Linked DNA regions of Arabidopsis thaliana: region 2 is linked to region 1. A link is a contact called in public capture Hi-C data. All regions are on one chromosome and are shown on one strand. Each heading gives the region's core, a stretch centred on a gene start, on an enhancer-like site or on the middle of the called end of the contact. The rest is flanking DNA. Distances are from core to core; before and after follow the strand shown.

Region 1 (2,700 bases), core at 59-2,558:
CCTCTTTAATATTTTATTAAGGCAGTCTTACATTGAATCTTGACCAAAATGAGTCTAAGATAAACACATGACATTATGACAAATGTCAAATACATTACATGAAGACCCAATTTTTGATTTACTTTTCCAACAAAGATTCACTACCCCCAAAGTTTTAGAAGTTCAACAAATAATATGGTATCTTGTAATTTCAAAATAACAATAATTTAAATAATACATTTCAGATTGATTGATGAAAAGGTACATGAAATAATTGTTCATTCTATGTCAAAACTATCATATATGAATATGAATAAACTGTGGGTCCAACATGTTTATAAATGTCTTGAACTTTTCAAGAAAATGAATGAACCAAAAAGAGTTGAACTAAAATACCTTTTTTTTGAGACAGAAGTCAAGATCACTCCAACACTTCTCATCAACATCTTTCTGAGTTCCAATGTTATCTCTCCAAATTGCAGCAGTTAACGAAGATGAGAACACAATCTTCTCTATACTCTCTGTTCTTGCACATGCTTCCACCACATTAATAGCTCCTCTCACCTCCAAATCCACTTCCTTCTCCTCCTAATTTCACATCATTTCATAAACAAAATCTCAATTTCCCCAAACCACACAAAAAAAAAGAGAGATTACAGAGAAGTGGTGAGTGAGAAACACTAAAATACTCACATCGTACCCTTCAGGATTATCCAAACAACAGAAGACAGCATTACAATTGTTGAGAGAAATGAGGATACTTTGGTAATCTAACACATCCACATCATAAACCTCTAATCTCTCTTCGTTAGCTTCCATGTCTCTGATTTTCTCTTCAAGCACACTCTCCCCTATTACCAAAAATCCTCATTAGAGAGAAAAAAAAAAAACCCTTGCAACAAGATTCCATCTAAATTTGATTGTACCCATAAGTGAACTTGAACCCATTGCCTCAAAAATTGATTGGAACCAATTAAAGGTTGGAAACTTTATAGCACCATTAGTGAATTTGGCCAGATAAACAAATCATTTGTCTCAAAATCCTTGAAATCAATTGAAAAAAGAGTTTGATAGATTTTTTTACCGTTTTTACGGATAGCTGCGTGAACAGAGTAACCTCTAGTGAGCAATCTCTTGAGAATCCAGAAACCAACATAAGTGGAAGCATCAAGAACACAACAACAAGAAATGGTCTTTTCTTGATTCATCAGTTTTGTTGATTAGAAATATCTGGAAAAAGTGTATGGAGAGAAAAGAAGATATTTAGTTGGGTCTTACTATGTAGAGGAGAGACGTGAGGAGAAGGAAGTAGTAATAAATAGGAGAAAGGTGGGTGAACTATTTCATTGTTGCACGCTCCCAACCTACTCATCTTCTTGTTTTACTATATGGCTTTGTGTTGTTGGTTAATCCATTGACCGGTGGAAAAAAAAACAGAATAATAAATAATTGATTGAAAAACGTAATTCTTTTTTTTTAATGTTTTGTAGTATTAGTTATTTTTAAACTATTATTATTTTAATATTTCTAAAGTTTATATTTAAATAAATTAGTAATTTGGATTCAAATACTATAGTGAAAAAAGAGAAGGTTAATATGAGAAGTTGACAACAAAGTAGCTAGAAGTTAGTAGGTAGCGATTGTGGTGTGAAGATGATTTACGATGACATTGTGAGTTAGCTTTATCTTACGTTCTGAATTCTGACAAGTGTTCTTAAAAGAAAGATAGGTAGAATTATCAAAATGAATATATATGTTGTGCCAACCAAACATAATTAGATAAAACGAGTAGAACAAAGGGAATATAAAAATGAAAAATATTATTGCAAATATTATCATTTTTAGTTGCAGATTTTAAACTAATCAACGACTTTAATCATTTTATTAGTTTATAATTCTTTTTGTTATGTGTTGACTTGTATTTTAATTATTTTTTATAGTAACTAGTGACATAAAAAATATGTGATACGGACAAATTTTGTACTATTAGTCTATTCTGCATATCAATTAGTTGCGATGTCGCCCGTGGGATATCTTTAGGTCACAAGAATATATACCGAGGATCCGTCTTCTAAGACAACTTAGCACATCGCATAAATCGAGCCATCAAGCACAAAAACATTGGTTAATGTGATAAACCATGCAATGCGCTATTTAACATATTTGTAAAAAAAACATCAATTACAGTATAACACTAACCAAACATATATGTTTTGATAAGGACTTAATTACATTTTAAACTATACATAAAATTTGATATGTGACATAAAAATTCCATGTAGATATAACACACATCCTTTTGTTATCCATTAATGTTTAGGGTCTAGCGATGCTTAGATCACATTTTCATCTCTCGCATAAGAATTCAATCCTAGACAAAACTAGGAAAGCTTAATCTCTAATTCGATACATATGCTTATAATCGTCGTTTCAAACTTTAATTTAATTCCACGAAACTGATTGTATAATTTCGTATGCGTATTCTAAAACCATTGCATGTACCCATCAGCTTTATAAAATAACAGCTGGGACATTTTCTTCTAAGGGAATTAATATACATTGCAAAAAGACAATGTATATATATTTATGAGGAAATTAGTATTATCTCCGTTCACAATCTCTAAGCAGAGCATTTGTTCAGGACAACAGATTCAATAGGAATCTTATCAACCGGAAAAGCACAGTCCACCGGTGCTCCTTTCTCCGGCAACAAACTACACG
Region 2 (2,700 bases), core at 54-2,553, 510 kb before region 1:
TGAAAACGACATTATGAAATCTAGAGGGAGATTATTTGGTTACATGAGGGGAAAATTCTCAATTGAATTCAAAATCATGGATCTTGGCATAAAGAACAAAAGTGTCGGCTCCATCATTCTTCAAACTTGATTTCAATCATGAGAGGATTAATTTTCGTATTTCTCTCCGCCCTCGCAAGTAGATTTGGTGTATATATATGTTTTACTTAGCAACATGTTAACTATATGCCACATATATTTGTAACAAAAATGGCATTTCTTAGTTATCGTAACGGAACCTAAGAAGTAAGATCTCTTCGATCAGGTAAACCTTAGTCATTTCTTTCTTATATAGTTTCATATATGATGTAATGTGGCAACTTAAAAGTGTTATTTAAATCTCCTATTTGGTATTGGCATATACCCTTATTATATTCTATTGATAAATGATGTGAACCAAGTGTAAAAACGGTCACATGTAAGTATGTAACATATCTCGTTATATATTTTTTTTAATTTCTTATAGGCCAGTAAAATAATATGTCATTGATGAAAGAATAGAAGAGGATACATCTCAGGTCGGTGCCGATCAGCCAACAATCTGGTTGTTGCATTAAATTATACGTAACGCTATTATGGCCATGGACGGACTTACATATAAAGGTATGTGAAGGAGGCCCCAGTAAAAGGTTTTTAGTCTTTTGTTATAAGAACTGAAAATTTTCAACATAGGAAAACTGAACTGTAAAGAAATTCTTCAACACCAATCGTTGCCACACCTCACCACTTTCAAGTTCATTGATCGTGAGATGCGCAACACAATCTCTCCAAAGGACAAAGGAAACACTTTGGAAACTTAATGCTTCTTTCGATTAGCTGATCTCATGTTAGTGTCTTCTTCACACTTGTTGCCTCGTGTTTTATGTGTTTTAGAATATTAAAAAGATTTCTATACTAGGATGTGTAAACATTTTAGAAAAGTACATGCTTTTAAATCATTTTAGACAACCTTTACTGAAACTAAACCTTTACAAAATCGTGCATTACTAAACCAAAATTTTGTATTCCATAGTTCAATTGAATACATGCCAACCCATGTTACAAATATGACACTATAGAAATTATTAAACTTTAATAATTGAAGTTTGAGATAATAATTCATGAAATAAATGGTTATGATCTGCAATTCTGCATCATACCTTGACAGAAAACTCAAGGAAAACAAAAACAAAAACAAAAAGATTGGAACAAGATATTATTAAAATATATTATTTGAAGGTTTAGTATCTTCTTTAATCTTCATTTTGCTCAACATTGTTGGAGGTGGATGGAGCATCGTTCCTCATTATTGGCTCTTCCAAGTCGGCCGTTATGTCATCGAAAGTGAAACCACGCTGATGTCGGGAAACAAAAAAGCTAACCATAGTCACTTTAACATTTCAAAAACACTTGAGATGTGATTAATAATAAAGCAGTTTATGAGCTAATTAATAAACATTAAAATTCAGGTTTTGTGGTATTGGCTCGGAAACATTCCCTTAATTTTACTAGAAGAAATCCAATATAATATGAGGTTAAGCCGTGATATTGTAGACCAAATAAATAACAACATTAGAGATTTTTGTACAAAAATTAATGTGAAGAAAATTTGTGAATGAAAGAGATTACCGTTAGCTCATAGCGTGTCATCTTTACCACTTGTTCAGGTTTTAATTCACCATCGAGAAGTCGTCTAGCTAACAGTCGTGACGTCTGCAAACATACAATAAGAGATCACAATTAAACACTAATTGCAACAAACTGAGAACACATCAACCAATTTCTATTATTCTCCAATAATAAACAAGATTATTAGCGTAGATCTTCATGTAATCGATGTGAATTAAGGTAATTATAGTAAAATATATTATCATATATCTCAGAGATGATATACTAAATTCCTATAAATTACATAATGAAATTACTTTTCAAGTAACACCAAATTACATAATGAATTTTTTCCGAAGGGATGATGTACAAATTGAACTCCTATAAGTATTTTTTTATATGTGAAGTAAAAACATTAAACATCAATTTCAATACGAATAAAACTTCATATTTTAAAATGAAATATTTTTCAAAGTTTAGGGTTTCAGGAGAACATGCATTAACAAAAAAATAAATAGAAATCAAGAACATGCAAAACAAAAATAAAAATATAGGATGGATGAGTGAAAGGAATTAAACTAACCTTGAGTTCATCAACCAGAATCTCCAACTTGTGATGATACTTTGACATATCTTCTGCCATAGAATCATAAAAGACATGCTCAAGAGCTCGAACCACCGGAACAACATCATCTGGCCAGTAAGAATCATCATCACGAGCCCCTTTCTTCTTACTTGTACGACACTCGTGCTTAACTGCTTCCAGGAGCTCCCCCAATCGCTTGTCACGATCCGAATCACCGGTTAACAAATCAAAATCCTCCAAGATCGACTTATAAACCGTACTGGTTTTAGGACTCTTTCTCTGAACAGTTCTTTTACCCTTTGAAGTCTTAGTCACTTGGTCTTTCTCAATGTCAGGAAGATCACCAAGGCGTAAACTCGTCTTTGCCACAAGACGATCAATCTCATTCTTTTGGTGCACGTCAAAGTTCTTATCAGTGAACTTCCTCACCTTCTTCTTAACAAAATCATAAACATTTTGCACGATGAAGCAAGGATGCTCTCTACGGT

What was found. Capture Hi-C pulls out chosen DNA fragments and counts their contacts.
Region 2: a capture Hi-C map of seedling shows a contact between it and region 1, with 2.9 times the contacts expected there. The contact joins the promoter of AT2G08115 here to the promoter of AT2G23910 in region 1. A contact is called at or near these places in 1 of 26 Hi-C or Micro-C datasets (callus) and 1 of 3 other capture datasets (seedling).

The regions. Positions count from the first base shown.
Region 1 is chr2:10,176,389-10,179,088 of TAIR10.1, reverse strand. It overlaps AT2G23910 (NAD(P)-binding Rossmann-fold superfamily protein), which reads right to left and starts at 1,308. Exons shown (of 6, transcript NM_127952.3): 1 at 1,064-1,308; 2 at 673-830; 3 at 376-567. The coding sequence starts at 1,187. It overlaps AT2G23900 (Pectin lyase-like superfamily protein), which reads right to left. Exons shown (of 5, transcript NM_127951.5): 5 at 2,231-2,700. The coding sequence ends at 2,600.
Region 2 is chr2:10,690,995-10,693,694 of TAIR10.1, reverse strand. AT2G08115 (a long non-coding RNA gene) reads left to right here and starts at 1,303. Exons shown (of 1, transcript NR_140283.1): 1 at 1,303-1,507. AT2G25120 (Bromo-adjacent homology (BAH) domain-containing protein) reads right to left here. Exons shown (of 3, transcript NM_128069.1): 3 at 2,126-2,700. The coding sequence ends at 2,126.